Regions from separate parts of the Pan troglodytes genome. Here region 2 is linked to region 1. A link is a contact called in public HiChIP or PLAC-seq data. All regions are on one chromosome and are shown on one strand. The core of a region is the stretch at or near the end of the contact, and the rest is flanking DNA. Distances in the headings are between cores, read along the strand shown. Region 1 holds the start of COA1 (cytochrome c oxidase assembly factor 1). Region 2 holds the start of STK17A (serine/threonine kinase 17a).

Region 1 (3,766 bases), core at 640-3,139:
CAAAAATTAGCCAGGCGTGGCAGTGCATGCCTGTAGTTACAGCTACTTGGGAGGCTGAAGCAGGAGAATTGCTTGAACCCGGGAGGCAGAGGTTGCAGTGAGCTGAGATCATGCCACTGCATTCCTGCCTGGGCGACAGAGTGAGACTCAGTCTCAGAAAAACAGAAAACAAAAACAATAAGGAAACTTATTAGACATCCCTACAAGGCATTCAGATACAGGGTGAGCTCCAGGTTTGGAATGATGTCACCAAGGACATCGTTTTATAACTTGCTCAGTTGTCCTCAGCATTGGTCCATCAGTTTTATTCCCTGTGATGGGCAAGATGGCTATTAATGACAGTGTGGGATAGATGTTTCCACGTCAAGAGGACAGTATATCAGAAACTTTCTCCTGAGCATGAAATAGAGGTCCTTTCCTTCAGTCAGATTGCGCCAACCTGGGTCATATACTCGTTCCTTGATTAGCAACTATTTCCAAAAAAATTCTGTGTGATGACTGGTTTAATCAGTATCATTTTGATTCTGGGAACAGGGCAGCTATCTGAATAAAATAAGGATTTTGGTACAAAGGAGTTAGAGGAAAATGAATATTGGATAGGTAACATTATTCACTATAGAGTTTTGTTTTTAATGTAAAATTTAGACGAAAACTTTAGCAGATTTAAGTCCAGTGATAGAAATGTTAAGTTCTGAGTTTTCAAGCAAATGGTCAGAAAAGCCTATTTAATGTTTTATTACTTACAAAGTAAACATATTTCTCTTTCTGGTACAGAACGGGAGCTAATTGATCTCGGGTTCATTTTCATGAACGTTGTATGAAATGCACATATACCAAACCTCATAAGCTTTTTATTAGTTGATTTATTCTTTGAAATATTAAGCTTGGTGTAAGGTATTATAACCTCAATCTCTTTGAAAATGTAAGAAGTCAATAATCAATGTTGCATCAATGAATATTACTCAGTGGATGCCTATTTTATTTCTTCTTTTTCTCTAAGAACCATTTAAATAGTCCTTATGGCCGAGCACTTCACAATCTGATTAGTTTCTATTAATTCTTTGGAAAAGAAACATTCTGGGAAGTCAGAATTCAGCGGTAGGTTGCTTTGATAATGTGCTCATTTAGCTAGTGGATTCCAGAGTGATAGAATGTATGTTTGGCAACCTAATTGTTGTGGGGGAAGAAAAGAACTTCTGTTAGAAGTTTTTAAAAAAGTTTAAAAATTGTTTTTACCTCATCAAAAGTTTGATGTCTTGTGAGTTTTATAGCATGCATAATATATTAATGCCATACATGATACATGTAAATATATATATATTTTTTCTGATAGGGATGTGTGATTAAGAGTTTAAAGAAGAATGCCCCAGTCTAAAGTTAATTAGTCTTGGAGTGATGGCTTCGCAGAGGAAAGATACTGGATTTCAAGCTTGACATTAAGGTGATAATAGTGGTGACTATGGAATAATCAATATAAAAATAATAACAGCTAACAGTTACTGAGCGCCTACAAAGTGCCAGACACTATTCTAAGTGCTTCACATCCTCATAACAAATTTATGAGGCAAATGCTATTATTATCCACCAGCCTTCTGAAATTTTCTTACCCCGTTACTCCCTGGTGTTAACTGGGTACTTAATTTGTCGAATAAAATAAAATTTAGTGCTGCCAAATTTGTCAGCTGAACGGGGCGGCAGGGATTTCAGTGCTAGAGTGAGGGGCCAGACGGCCCGGGGCTTCGTGTCCTTGGAGGCCAGCGGAAGCGCCGCATACCTGTGAGGAGCAACGTGAGCCGGTGGCTTAAATTTCCTGGGCTAGTGCTACTGGACTGAATGCATTTGCAATAACCGGACGCAGAAAAAAAAAAAAAAGCGGAGACCAGGGGAGGCGAAACCCTTCCCGGCGCGAGTCCGAGCGTCTGAGAAGCAGAAGCCACACGTCCCGGCGACCTAAGTTCTGGATCAGCCGGCCGGAGGACCCGTGTTAGCATTTACAATCCGAGGTGAGCTGAAGCCTCCGGTTGTCCCGGTTCGACGCTCTAGCCCCGCGAGCAGCAGACGCCGGAAGTCTCTACTGCTCCCCGCTGGTGCGCAGGACCGCGGGCCTTTACCCGTGCTTTCCCACACCTGGAAGAACTCGTCATGCTCTCTGTAGCGTGGTGCTTCTGTTGCTCACAGGTTAGTCTCCCGCGGTGTAAGAGTCTCCGTCTTCCCCCCAGCAAGAAGCGTTTGTTCCTGCAATTCGGGGGGCCGCCTTTGCGCGCGGGGTGCGCTGCTTCTTGGAGAGTTCCCTCACGGGTCACATCGCGGAGGTTCGCGCCGGCGCCGGGTCGCGGCCTCCCTGCGCAGCTTCTTTGGCACCTGGTAACCTTCAGTGGCTCCGTCCGCTCGGAGTTAGGAGGCTGTGTCGAGCTAACCTTGACCTTGTCCTGCAGTTTTTGCTGACCATCCCCAACAGCACACTGTAAAGAGTTAGGGTCCTCTCGAAGAGTTGGGACTGGGCACTTTTGTTGGTAGTGCTAAATTTCAACACCCTGAGGAGTACGCTGCCCAAATTATTGTAGGAAAGAATTACCTGGTTTAGTGGTTATAATACTTTTTGTCCCCACCACACTTGAATAACAGAAAAACCCTCCCAACAGGGGCTGACTGCAAAAGTGATTTTCTGTGTAGGGGACATTGGATGTATTTATGTATATATCAGTGCCTATCAGTCTGTATGTGTGTTTGGGGGTGGATGCTGTGTAATTTAAAAAAATCTATGGAGATTCTGATAATTTGATAACCTGCTTCTCCGGTCTTCCCCTGATTCCTCCCCATTCTCCCCGGAGGGCTATTGCTTTATTTCTGAGGTGGCTCACTTTTGGATAGAAGTAGCAACTCTCCGCTTTACTTGCACGTTTAAAACGCATATCAGATTGTGTTATTTCTGTCCTCAGAATCTTCCTGGCCTTCCCGTTGCTTTCAGGATAATACACATTTCTTAGCCTAACTTCAAGGGCCTTCAGGGTCTTGATTCTGCTGAATTTTTCAGTCTTTGCTACTTTCATGGAAAACACACCTGCAGGTCCACTCATATTATGCTCCCACCATGCCAGTCTACGGTAATTTAATAACTTTAGATATGGCAAAGTTTTATATGGTTTACTCAAGTTTTAATTTTTGTTCTAGCATTTAGCCAAAATCGATTGAATTCATAATATTGCTAGGCACTGTTTTAAAAACGGGATAAAATGAAAACAAAACAAAACAGTCTTCAGTCCTTTAAAAAAATAAAACAGCTTCCTGACACATAGTTCACCTACCGAAGAGTTCACCATTTAAAATGTAGCGGTGCCTCACGCCTGTAATCCCAGCACTTTGGGAGGCCGAGGCGGGTGGATCACGAGGTCAGGAGATCAAGACCATCCTGGCTAACACGGTGAAACCCCGTCTCCACTAAAAATACAAAAAATTAGCCGGGCGTGGTGGCGGGAGCCTGTAGTCCCAGCTACTTGGGAGGCTGAGGCAGGAGGATGGTGTGAACCCGGGAGGCGGAGCTTGCAGTGAGCCGAGATTGCGCCACTGCACTCCAGCCTGGGCGACAGAGCTAGACTCCATCTCAAAAAAAAAAAAGAAAGAAAACCTAAAAGTAATTAGTACATTCACAAAGTTGTACAACCATCATCATAAAATATGCTGTAATCTTCTTCACCTTCATTAGTTGGTTTAATTTTCTATTTCAGACAGACTCCAATAAGTTATTCTTGTATTCTTTTGTTCATGT
Region 2 (3,713 bases), core at 638-3,137, 150 kb after region 1:
GGGTTACTTCAGAATGTTTGGAATGTCGACAAATTAGAATACACAGCTAAGTCACAGCTCCCTTCATCTTTTGTCACAAAATATGCACAGATCCAGTCAACTAGGGCCTAGCAGTGAAGTAAATCTTGTTCCTGAAAGGTGTTTTTCCTTTTGTTAACATTTAGGAATAAGTAAGACTTTGTTAAGGTAGGATTCCACACTCCCTACACGCCCACCCCCCAAAAAAAACTATTTCCAAAAGTTACCTTAATATGTGTAAGGCAGTGTGTTTTTAACATTATAACCAATGTTACACTGTTTGCCTTTCCAAGACCCCAGCTGAAGGCTGTTCCAACTGTCAGGCCCTTTCCCATTACAACATGGTGCTATTTTGCAACCATGACAAATGCTGGCAATAATGCGAACATTTACTGAACGCCATGTGGCAAGCCCAGTGGTATGCGCTTGACAAGCATGGCATCTTCAGGACACCTCTGAGGTAGGTACTGTCATCATTATACTGATCTTACGGATGAGGAAAGTGAGGCTGGAGAGTCTAACCCCTCCAAAGGCAAACACAGCAAGAAGGGCACGAATATGAACTCAGGTCTGCCCCCAAAGCCAGAGTATTTAACAACTTCTTCAAACTGTTCTCAAGGAAGAGTCGCCAAACCCCACAAAAATCACTCGATCACCCCTCTTCAGCATACAAAATGTAAAGCATCCCAACAGCCTGCACCTGCAACTTTAGAGACCAAGTTGTAAGCTCTCTCTACTCCCACAAAAAAAGGGTGGGCTAGCGTGGGGTGGGGGGAGAAGGCAAGAATCGGTTCCCAGCAAAGTAAAAAGAGCGAGAAAAGGGCCAAGCGCCCACGAAAGAAACCAATCTAAACTCGAAGCAAAGGGACCTAAATGCTTTAGAACTAAAACGGCAGAAAACCAACCAAGAAAACGAAAATGAATTCAGCAGAAGAGCGACACAAGGTAACAGAGCGCCGGTGCAAAGGAAGCGGTCACAACGGATACTGTATTTTATTAAAACCACACAGGGAGACCAAGAAAGTCGCAAGAGTTGAAGGAAAAATGCAAAGTCGGCTCCACAGACCTCTGGTTTTCAGACCCGCTGCTCGGGGTGAAAGGCAGAGCGCGGTCCGCACCTTCTCTCGTTAAATAGCCATTCGAAACGCCACAGAGGACGAAAGGGCTGAGGAGAGGAAAGTGTCCGTGCCTCCGCCGCCTCCGGGACCGCCATCGAGTTACCACCACTCGCTTGCTGGGCGCGGCGCGTGGAGGGGGCGGTGGTGCGACTCGGCTGCCCTACTCGCCGTCGGCACCCAAGTTTGTGCCAAGTCACAACGCGCGTTATCGGCAGCAGCAACGCCACCTCAGCCTCGCCGCCGCGGCCCCGGCACTTATCGGCGCCCGCGTCCCGCCCCGCGCGTCCGGGAAGGTTCCGCGCCGGGCCCCGCCCGTCCTCACCTGCCCAGCTCCCGGCCCGGGCACAGGCTGTAGCCGTCCTGGAAGGGCTCGGTGCGCACCACGGCGCGTATCTCTGTCAGCAGCCCGCGGGCCTGGGGCGGCGGCGGCGGCCGGCACGGCCCGCTCAGACCCCGGCCTGCCCGGCCCGAGCCTGAGGTGGCGCCTGGGGAGGAGCCGCCGCTGCCTGGCTTCTCCAAAGGGATCATGGTGTTCAGGCCCGCTTCTTTCCTGGCCGCCTGTTCGCTCCGAGCAGCCGGAGGGTCACGGACCCGCCCCCGGCTCCTAGTGCCGGTCCGCGGAGCCTTCAAACACCCGCTCTCCCCAGCGCGGCGCTCGGACTGCGGCAGGCAGACTACCGGTAGCTCGGGCCTGCCCCGCGCCCCGCGACCGGCCCCGCCCCCGTGACCGCCCCGCGCCTGCCCTGCACCCTGCTTCTGGCCCCGGCCAAACCCTCCCCACGTCCGCCCCGCGCCCGACCCCGCCCCAGCCTCACTCCGTGGCCGCCCGCCCCCTCGCTGAGCTCCCGCGGGGTCCTGGGCGCCCGATGCCTCACGCGCGCCCTCTGCAGCTCAGAGGGAGAAGGTGCAGCTTTCGGGACGGCCCGGAGGCTGGAGGCGACTCACAGCACCACCCTTTGGCCAGGACAGCCTACTGCGTTAGCAGAGTTGCGCACCTGTTGAGCGTCTGAGAGTCACAAAAGCTGACCTTCGGTTAATAAAAGGCATTTGAGCTGTAAGCGGGACTTCACGTGGTGAGGAGGGGAGGGGTCTGGAGGCACTTCGGTTAATAAAAGGCATTTGAGCTGTAAGCAGGACTTCACGTGGTGGGGAGGGGTGATGAGATCCTGATCTCCGTACACTGGGAGAGGGGTCTGGAGGCAGAGTTGTATAAATATTATTAACCCTGCACACCAGCCCTATGAAATAGACACTTTATATTGTCTGTAGTCGTCTCTATATTTACTTTCGAGGTCCTCTCATCCGGTCTTACGACTTTAATTACCATCTATATGCTCATGACTACAGAATTTGTATCTCTAGCTTCCAAATATTCCCTGAACTTCAGACTGGTGTATTTGACTATGCATTTGGCATCTCCACTTACATGTCAAATTAGCATCTCAGACTTAACATACACAAAAGTAAGTTGCTGATTGGTCTTCATGAATGCACTCCTACCCAGCTTTCCCCGTCTCAGTTTTCTTCATCTCCTTCCTTCTAGCTGTTCAGGCCAAAAATCTTGGGATGAGCATTGATTCCTCTCCCATGCTCATCTCCAGTTTGTCAGTAAACCCTCTTGTCTTTTCCTTCAAACTAGATGCGGCGTTTGATCACTTCTCTCTATTTCCACCTTACCACCATGGCCTGAGCCATCGTTATCTCTTAATAAGCCACCTGGATTATTGTGATAGTTTACTAACTGGACCACCTGCTTCCATCCTTCTTCCTCCCTAATGCCACATAGTTCATTTTCAAGGCAATGAGAGTGATCTTTTAAAAATCGAAACCAAATCACGCCACTGCTCTACTCAGACTGTCTCAGTGGAGTTTTGCTTCTGGCACTGATATACTAGTTTATTTGTGTTCAATATTCTAAGAAAAAATAGAAAAGTTGACAAAAGTTAAAAATTTCCTCTCCCAGCAAGGACTTGGATGACTGAAATCCTGGAAAGATAGGCAGCTCAGAAAGCCACCACTTTTCCCATGAGGTATTTGATGATTTTAAAGCCATGGCTGAAAGAGTGAGAAAGTAAGCAGAGCTTTCAGTCATCTCATGGGGTTGAGGAGACAAAAAAAAATTGGAGTTTAGGACCTATTTATGATGAGGGGCTGGTAAGCAACTAGGCTTTCAGCTGGGACTCCGAAGAGCTATACCCTAGGGGTGTGGATGAATGGGAAATAGACCCAAGGGCTGAAAACCAGCTTCAAATGGCAACAGTAAATATTCTCTCTGGGGAAAAAAAGCATCATCCAGAGCAACACATTACCCATATAATATTTTATACACCATGTCTGAAACTTAATTTAAACAAAGGACACAGAATTGTCTTAAAAACTAAGGGAAAAAGAAAACAGAAATAAACACACAGAAGATCCAGATATTAAAGTTTAAAGACAGATTTTAAAATAATTCTGTTAAATATCTTCAAGAAATTAAATTGCAAGATAAAGAGTTTTCAGCAGAGAACTGGAAACTTCAAAGAAGAATACAATGGAATTTTGGAATTGGAGAAAAAAACACACTAACTAAAACTA

The links. HiChIP or PLAC-seq counts read pairs in DNA pulled down with a chosen protein or histone mark.
Region 2: a contact with region 1 is called in an H3K4me3 HiChIP or PLAC-seq map of stem cell-derived excitatory neurons, with 2.9 times the contacts expected there. The contact joins the promoter of STK17A here to the promoter of COA1 in region 1. A contact is called at or near these places in 1 of 7 Hi-C or Micro-C datasets (stem cell-derived neural progenitor cells) and 1 of 1 datasets of contacts at active chromatin or transcription factors (stem cell-derived excitatory neurons).

What each region holds. Positions count from the first base shown.
Region 1 is chr6:45,666,561-45,670,326 of NHGRI_mPanTro3-v2.0_pri, forward strand. It overlaps COA1 (cytochrome c oxidase assembly factor 1), which reads left to right and starts at 1,890. Exons shown (of 6, transcript NM_001251840.1): 1 at 1,890-2,178.
Region 2 is chr6:45,812,952-45,816,664 of NHGRI_mPanTro3-v2.0_pri, forward strand. It overlaps STK17A (serine/threonine kinase 17a), which reads right to left and starts at 1,888. Exons shown (of 9, transcript XR_001719209.3): 1 at 1,459-1,888.